Regions from separate parts of the Mus musculus genome. Here all the other regions are linked to region 3. Evidence: chromatin contacts called from public Hi-C and Micro-C data. All regions are on one chromosome and are shown on one strand. The core of a region is the stretch at or near the end of the contact, and the rest is flanking DNA. Distances in the headings are between cores, read along the strand shown.

Evidence for each region. A called contact is a pair of places that touch in the nucleus more often than the background predicts.
Region 1: a Micro-C map of granulosa cells shows a contact between it and region 3, with 2.6 times the contacts expected there. The contact joins the enhancer-like site here to the promoter of Tubgcp5 in region 3. A contact is called at or near these places in 4 of 39 promoter capture datasets (the 3T3-L1 cell line, embryonic stem cells, pre-B cells and 1 more), 2 of 484 Hi-C or Micro-C datasets (cerebral cortex and granulosa cells) and 2 of 9 other capture datasets (adipose tissue and pancreatic islet).
Region 2: a contact with region 3 is called in a Hi-C map of embryonic stem cells, with 2.4 times the contacts expected there. The contact joins the enhancer-like site here to the promoter of Tubgcp5 in region 3. A contact is called at or near these places in 1 of 39 promoter capture datasets (macrophages), 1 of 15 datasets of contacts at CTCF or cohesin (the NIH/3T3 cell line), 22 of 484 Hi-C or Micro-C datasets (B cells, DN3 thymocytes, the G1E-ER4 cell line and 13 more), 4 of 115 datasets of contacts at active chromatin or transcription factors (the SCID.adh cell line, bone marrow-derived macrophages and embryonic stem cells) and 4 of 9 other capture datasets (adipose tissue, embryonic stem cells, liver and 1 more).

What each region holds. Positions count from the first base shown.
Region 1 is chr7:55,743,230-55,746,108 of GRCm38.p6, reverse strand. No RefSeq gene overlaps it. Among named protein-coding and RNA genes, the nearest start is that of Siglech, 24 kb to the left of the region's middle. Within about 2 kb of position 1,433, at least 35 of the 459 cell types and tissues checked have an H3K27ac peak or open chromatin away from gene starts, as enhancers often do. A contact at or near this core is called in cerebral cortex and granulosa cells, where this site is marked.
Region 2 is chr7:55,826,253-55,829,007 of GRCm38.p6, reverse strand. It overlaps Tubgcp5 (tubulin, gamma complex associated protein 5), which reads right to left. Exons shown (of 23, transcript NM_146190.3): 21 at 2,687-2,755. Among named protein-coding and RNA genes, the nearest start is that of Cyfip1, 14 kb to the left of the region's middle. Within about 2 kb of position 1,322, at least 14 of the 459 cell types and tissues checked have an H3K27ac peak or open chromatin away from gene starts, as enhancers often do. A contact at or near this core is called in embryonic stem cells, where this site is marked.
Region 3 is chr7:55,792,461-55,795,442 of GRCm38.p6, reverse strand. Tubgcp5 (tubulin, gamma complex associated protein 5) reads right to left here and starts at 1,318. Exons shown (of 23, transcript NM_146190.3): 1 at 1,103-1,318. The coding sequence starts at 1,248.

The DNA of each region.
Region 1 (2,879 bases), core at 184-2,683, 49 kb after region 3:
GGCTACCATTTCTAATACTTCTTTGAGAGCAGATTAAGAAATGGTCTGTCTTCTCATGCCTCCAAATCCAGGATAGATGGAATTCAGCAGGCTTAAAACAAGTCCTGTTAGCTTGTCCTAGTCATTGGGTATTGGGCACTCTGATTCAGCTTTCCTCCCACAGTATATGGAGCAGTATCTCTACAAGAGGAGAGGACCTGTTCAAAATCCCTAAGTGTCTTATAGGAAATCAGCTCATATTCTGTATGCATTTCCCCCTGTGAAAAATATCTCCTCTGGGTAAAAAAAAAAAAAAAAAAAAAAAAAAAAACCGGTTTAGAATCCCTGGAGCTCCAAAGAGACAAGGTTAGGTATACCTCCATATTCCCTTTCATCTGAACTACCTAAATCCTCTGGGGATAGTGCAAACGCACCAAACTGTAGAGATGCAGAGGAATGGTTAGCAGAGAATTTTCTTACCCACTGAATCAAAAGGCAGAAGACTGGGAAGTAGGAGGAGCCAAATATTTAAGACAAGGTCCATTTACATCTCCCCCTTTCCTTTCCGAAGGGACAATCTCCTATGCTTTCCCTTCCTACTGACTGAGCAGGAGTCCTTTGCAATTACTGAATACCAGGGTGAAAAGATTGCAGACACTATACTTTTACAGGTAACAGTCTTCTTGCAGATGTGCTTTTCAAAAGGCTTTCAATACCTCCTGTTACTTACCATTAGCTCTCAGGTAGCTCTGGGGAGGGAGTCAGTAATAATGGTGCTTTACAAATTTGTGTAATATCTTAAAATCTTGCTTAGATGTGCATCCTACTCCATACATGACATAACACAAAGTAAACCTAAATAATCTTCCTGTTTAGCTTCATTTTATTCCATGTTTGTGACCCCAGTCGTCTTGGAAAATACCATGTGAGCCATTTCCTGGGTTTCTTACACCTCTGACCTTTCCGACATGAGTTGTGTCATAGTGTAATGTCACAGTGCCATGTGCTCATGGGTTCATATGAAACCACACACACACTGCAGCACTGTGCTCCAGGCCACGGCCATGTGTGTTCAAACTCAAGCTGTGCCAAAGCACTGTGCCGTGGCAGAGTGGGCGTTAGATCATGAATGAAGCTGGACAATGCAACAATGAGAGCCCAGCCCCGAGCTCAGCAGAAGCGGATTGCCCTTTAACTGAGGGGCAGCGTGCTCTCTGTGGGAAAGGAAGCTCTACACCGAGGAATGGGGGCAGGGGTAAGGGGCTATTTGAGGTTTTGTAGAGTTTGAAATGGCAAGGGCCATCTGTGGGGTGGTGGTTGTCCAATGCAAACACTTCTAGCCTTAGTTCTGCCTCTGCAGTTTCAGATAGAAATTGTGCTGACAGTTATCCTTGTGCATGGGAGCTGCGGTTTCAGATGGGAGCCATCTGTGCTAGCAGATGTCCTTGGGCATGGGGTTTCTGTGTCAGGATTTGCTCGACTGAGATATTTTTACCCTTTAGTGGCTATACATGTTCACACTCAAACTGCTGCTCTGTGCTGCTCTAGCATCAAGAGACCTTTTATTTGCACAGGCAATGACTCATGATTTTGTGCCATGGCATTGTGAACATGGGTGTTTACATGCATGGTAGAATGGCCCCCTGGACTCCTGTTTAAATGCCTGGCCCATAGAGAGTGGCACTACTAGGATGTGTGGCCTTGTTGGAGTAGTGTGGCCTTGTTGGAGGAAGTGTGTCACTGTGGGAGTGGGCTTTGAGGTTTCAGCCAGTTCACTTCCTGCTGCCTTCTCTAGCACCATGAAGACCTGATTTCCACCATGCTTTCTGTTATGACAATAATGAACTAAACCTCTCAAAGTGTAAGCCAGCCCCTATTAAATGTTCTCTTCATAAGAACTGCTGTGGTTATAGTGTCTTTTCATAGCAATAGAAACCCTAACTAAGACAACATGTGAGCCAAGCTAAGTGCACTGCCATCCAGTATGCACTCATGTTTTCACATGTGAGCCACACTCTGGTGTTGCTCCATGGTGCATTGACATATGTGTTTGCACACAAACATTGCCATGGTACCATGTGACATGAGCATGCATATTCATACCTGAGATGTGCCAGGGCACTGTGCTGGGACACCATGCTGTCATGCCTTACAGTGATAGCACGGGTGTGAGTGTTTACATGTGAATCATGCCAAGTGCAGTGGGGCAGTGATGTTAACACATGTTTTCAGGAGCAACCCACTTCATGCCAATGCCACAGTAGTGTGTGGTTATGTGCTTACACTTAGTGCCATGCCACTCCTAGGCGTATGCTGTCCCAGCATGGTGCTACAGGAAAGTTTGCATTTGACCAATCATGCCCACAGCATGGCACTGTGGCAAAGTGCCATGGCACACCTTCTGTGGGACCATGCATGCCCATTCCACCCTGGCATGGTACATCAACACGGCTCACACAGGCAAGGTATAAACACACTTGTCCATGGCATAGAGCATGATATTGAGGCACAGATCTTGTGAACATGCATAACCATATTCATAACCACAGCACTCTGCTACAACAGGCTACCACATGATAGTGGTGCAGCTCAAATGTGAACATGCAGGCCCACTCTACCACAGCATGGTGCTACAGTGCAGTTTGTGTGTGAATAAGCATGTGAATAAATATATTACACATTGCTAAGGCATGGTTCACATGTGAAATGCAGACACATACTGCCATAGTACAGTGTCTTGGTTCAGTATGTGAACATACACACCCACACAACCACACAATGTCAGGTCAGTGCCGTGACAGAACTTGCATTAAATATGTGTGCCCATGCCACTGTAGCACACTGCTGTGGCATGGTTCACATGTGTACACATATGCTCTTGCTTGCACAGCATACTGCAG
Region 2 (2,755 bases), core at 73-2,572, 34 kb before region 3:
GATCCAAAACAGACACAGGAAAACACTTCATAATATGTTCATGTTGTACAGGGGTTTCCTCCAAATTGACACATTTCTTGGTATCACCCCCTCTCCCCCCAACACACACACAGCTCACAGAGAGAGGGGAGTGCTAGGAACTCATGAAGTAAATAAAATCCCATGGTGGGAGGTGGAAACTAGAAAGCTTCTTGATGTCCCTTCCCCACCTTTACAGAAGGTAGTAAGTGCTAGCGGAGGAGACCCTGCCCAGGAGGGACAGGGACGAGACTGTCAAGCTGGCGGCAGGTCCTGCAGAGGGATCCTGGAATGGGGCGATGCTCTGATGAATCGTCACCCAATCCTTGGGACCCTTTTGCTGGCATAGCTGATATATTTTGGTTATTCTTGGTCTTCTAAGTGACCTATCATCCATACTCCTTTCAATAACCTGTGTGCACTCATGGCCTTACCAAGTTTGACTCTGGTGTATTTATTACTTTGATGTCATAGTTTCCTTTCTGGGGTGAGCGTATGTGTGTGCGTGTGTGTGTGCGTGTGTGTGCGCGCGCGCAGCTCATCAACCCTCTCTGGCAGTTATCTACCTAAAGCCAACAAACCCTCCTCAACCTTACCACAGTACTTACTTAGAAGCAAATTTCATAGAACACAAACCTTTCATAAATATTACTGTGCACAGAGCCTTTAACTCATGACCTTACAGCCTCCCCTTTCTAAATAGGCAAACATTTATTTATGTCCCCATACCAGCTCTGAAATGCTTAACGTCCTCCTCCCTGCTTTTTGCTGACAATTTGTTGTAGAAATGAAAACTTTACTGAAATGAATTCAGTACAGCATCTGGAATAGTGACCCCTCATCTAGGTAAGTGTTACAGATTAAAGTAGTTTTGTAAACTTTGAGAGGACATATAGTCAGGAAGGTGTCTATTTTCTTGCTTTCTGTTGTGGGGAACAGAACTCAGGCAGGACATGGGCGATCCTAGGCAAGTGCTTCACCACAGAGCTACACTCCTAGTCTGCTTTTTTTCTTTGTATTTGCATGTCTGTGAGTAATGTGTGTTTATGTGTGTGCTATCTGCGTGATGATGGCAGCAGATAGCTTTACAAAATGAGTTCTTTCTCCACCTTTCTGTGGGTTTTGAGGCTTGAATCCAGGCTGTCAGGCTTGCGTGTGCTGAGTCACCTCCCCAGCCGACACTAGTGTTTTTAGGCCTTCCCTTAGGAACGCCCTCCCCGTCACAGGGCTCCAGTCTAGGCTCTGAATGGCAGCAGCACTAAGGTGCACTCCCCTCGTGATTAGCATGGACTAAATACCGACTGCTATAAATGCTGCGCAAGGGTTGGAGAGGTGCTCAGTGCTTAAGAGTGTTTGTGTGCAGCCCTGAGGTCTAGAGTTTGGACCCCAGCGTCTACAAATGGCCTCTCATAGGCCTGCAGCCACAGTTTGAGGAGGAGGAGACAGCAGGCTTGCTGGGCTTTACTGCCTTCCACTCTGGCTGAGAAAAGTAAGTCCCAGGCTCAGGGAAAGAGTCTGTCTCAGAGGAGTCTATGGAGGATAACAGAGAAGATACCCAGACAACTCTTCTGGCCTCCATGTGCAAAGAGACATGCATCCTCACAAATTTGTGTGAATATACTCCTCATACAAGCACACAAGAAAACCCTAAGCCACAAGACATGAAGCTCCATTTCAGCAAATTATCACTGCATATATTTTATAAAGGAGACAGAGGCTAAGCATTGAACTATATATTCAAATTGACATAAGAAGATAGCCAGGCTGGTAGTGTAGCCCAGTAAAGCATTTACATAGCACACGTGAGTAAGGTCCTGAGTTCAAACCCTAGCACAGACACAAACACAAACAAACAACAACAACAACAAAAAAACTGGAGATGTTCCTGTAGACTGGCTCTTTTCTGTTTATTGACTTTAAGTAGTTTGCCATTCTAAATGACACAAGTGAAAAAATAACATATACATCATCTTTTAGAGCTTACAAACATAGAAATTTGGAAAGTAACCCAGCATGATACCCATCATTTACTTTAAAATGTTTCAGCAAGTGTGAAGCGGTGGGGCTCACGGTCCAGAACTGGTCCTCCTCAGAAACTGCTGAGGTGAGTCACACGGACGTGTCATGCTGCCCTTTAAACTTCTCCATGCTTGAACGTGTGTACAATAAGAAATTGAGCCATGCAGATAATCTAAGAATGTTGGCTTATTTTTTTTAAGTTTTATTTATTTAATGTATAACTGCATGTGTACCTGCATACCAGAAGGGGGCATCAGATTTCATTATGAGATGGTTGTGAGCCATCATGTGGTTGCTGGGAATTGAACTCAGGACCTCGGGAAGGGCAGCCAGTGCTCTTAATTGCTGAGCCATCTCTCCAGCCCAGATGTTTGCTTATTTTAACGAAAAGACCTTAGTTTTTTAAATTGCTTGTGCTGATAAGGAAACTGACTTTCCTGATGCTTTCTAGTGTCACTAAATTCTATGTACTGCTGGAACATAGGCTTGAACTCCAGGTCTTATGCAGAGTAGGTAAGCCACTGAACTACTTCTAAATTCCTAGTCACAGTCTTATGTGAACCATTCTCAGATTGGGGGTGGAAAGACTCCTCAAATGAAGCTAGTCAGAAATGGTCACAATACAGGTTATCACATAGCACATACTTACTGCCAAGCCCCTAGGCCTGCCTGCCAACCTTCTGCAAACATGAGCGCCAAGTTCAACACTTTCATGATG
Region 3 (2,982 bases), core at 69-2,568:
TTCATGTACAATTATCAAATATTTAGAAAGCTTTGAAAGGGTCTGGAGAGATGCCTCGGGGGTTAAGAGCCCACGCCATTGCTCAGGGTCCCCAGGTTCTATTCACAGCACCCACAGGCTGTTTATAATCCCAGTTCCAGGGGATCAGCTGCCTTGGGCACCAGGCACACACATGCACACGTGTACACAGAGTCAAATCATACACATAACATCATCAACAACAAAACCTAAAATTTAGCAGTGGGACCAAAGGCTGTCATTAATGTAACAACGAACAACATGTGGAAATAAAGCAACTGTAACACAAGGTGACTGCCACATGTTTTCTACGGGTGACACTGGTGACAGAGTGTTATAGGTATGCTTTTAGTACTTCTGTTATACTATGCAGCATCTATGTCTCTTCCCAACTCTAAAATGACTATCCCCTCCCTCCTATCTGCCACTAGAAAAAATACTTGTGGTACATCTGCTTTTCGAGTTACCTGACTTCTTTGAATCCTTGTTCTTTCTATAGGTTATAACTAGAAATTGCACTTGTGGTTTTGGATCGTTGGCTTGCTTCCCATCAACCTGAGAGGTCTGTAGTCTCACGAACTAGGCAGACACTCACGTCCTGCGCTTAGAATCAGGATCACAGTCTGACAAACTGTTCACTGTTTAGGGTGACTTCTACTAGACATGCTATGTGTTGCTCAATAGTAGAACTTGAATTTGTTTTATGCAATGCAAAGGGAGGACACAGAAGCGGGGAAACTTGTAAGTGGTCCGAGCAAGAGAAGAGGGGGGTTGGTGAGACAAACAAAAAACAAAACAAAACAAAAAACCCCCAAAAAACCTAACAGGATGTGATCAGAATTTGGCGCTAAAAATTCACTTTCCCAGCCATCAAATGACTTTTGATGTGCACCGTACTGCGTGCGGGTGAGCAGAGTCAACAGCTCTCTAGGAATGTGCCGCTGCAACTGCGGGTTTCTCGCAAGGGCACCTAAGGGGAAACCAAGGCACAGCAGCTGCAGCAGACGCAGGGGTGCCGGAGGCCGCACTCCCGACCCGGACCCGCCCGCCCGCGCGACTTCAGCTCGTAGCCGCGATCCCACACCTGAAGTTGGACCAGACGAAGTCCAGGGCCAGCTGGAAGTTGGGGTCCGCCTCGTCCTGCAGCCCCGTAACCTGCCGGACGAGCTCGCACACATCATGCTCCAGCTGTCTGTCCATCCGGCTCCCGGACGACTTAGGCCGGGCCATTGCCGCGGCGTACCTATCAGGATCTCTGCTAAGTGGCGACTGTTCTCGCGAGAGTTCCGCCCGTCCCGGCACCGGGGTTTCGAGATGTGGAGGATGTTTCCGCGAGAGTTCCGGCAGCCCCGGAGCTGTGCCTGGGAAAGGTGCTGATGGGAGTGGATGCTGGTTGCTGGATGCGGTGCGTCCGTGGGTGGGGAAGAGATGTGCTCTTTCTGCTTGCACACCGGGAAATCCGAGAGTCTTCAGACAGCTAACCATTATTTATTATTAATCATTGTTAATAAGGGACTCTGGATACTCCTGATTAACGATTTAAATTCTGATGCATTTTGAGCCAACCAGTTTTTTGGTTCCAGGGTATAGTTTCCGACATTTTTGAACATCGTGACTTATTTGTTCATGCTCCGGCCTTCACTTTCTCCTCCAGACGACCTAAACTGGGCTCTCAGAGCTCCCCAACTAAACACATGCTTCTGATTAGACCAGGAACATATGGTTAAAGCAGCGATAGTGCCCATTTATGTATTACAATGGCTCTGAACCTTCCAAATGCTGTGACCCTTTAATATAGTTCCTCTCGCTGGGATGACCCATAACCATTAAATTATTTCGTTGCTACTTCATAGTTATACTTTTGCTAGTTTACGAATTGTAATGTAACTATCTGATGTGTGATCCCTACTGCGGGTCACTGCCCACATGCTGAAACTGCTGGTTTATTAGTAAGGTGGAGATGTATGTGAGGGCCAGCTGTCTGTCACCCACTTGATGGCCGGGGATGCTTTTCTGTTACTGTTCTTTGTGCACCCACAGCTTTGGGTTAGGCCGACCTTCCCTATGGAGGACTTGTCCTTGTTACAGTACAGGCAGTTGTGCTTTCTTGTTAGAACCCTCGAACAAGTTCTCAAGAAAGGGAAAGTGGCTCTGAGTTCAAGGCCAGCCTACAGAGTGAGTTCCAGGACAGCCAGGGCTATACAGAGAAACCCTGTCTCGAAAAAAAAAAAAAAAAATCAGAACAAAACAACCAAAACAACAACAGCAACAACAAACCCAAAACAAAACAAAAAAAGCTGGCTTACTTAATAAAGTTGCTGGCTGTCAGGCCTGGCTGCTTGCATCCCATCGTGTGGACTCACATGATAGGAGAGAACCATGTCCCATAAGTAGTCTTATAATTCCCATGTGTGCGTACCTCCACCCCATACAAAAATAAATTTTAAAACGTCATTTTCAAAATATAAAAAGGGGAAAGCACTCTTGAGAGCAGACGTGGGCAAAGTCGTCAGAGCAGCAGCTGGAGCCTTTGAGCCTTTATAAATCGTCCGCATTAGGTAGCACCTGCCACCCCAATTGGTACTTGCCTGACTTTTTCTTAGACGAATCCCTCACGAGGAAGGTCTTTGTTGAGGCCAGGCTAAGTTACTCCATATTGAATAAAACAGTTGTTATCCCCTAAGCTGTGCACTGCCCCAGGAGACTGTTTTACAAGAGGCCTTTGACTCCATTCTGCAGCTGAGTAGATCCAGAGAAAGCAGCAGATAGGCACCCGCGTAAAGCAAAGACAGTTAGCTTGTCCCTGGGACTAGAGAGGGAGCCACACTGTAAGTTGAATGGGGGAGACTTGGAACTGTGAAGGCAGACTGACGTATTAAATCTGGCAAACCAGGCACAAGGACTTATCAAACATACCAGATGGAGAAAATGCTGTGTCTCCCTCATGTGGATGCCATAAGTGAT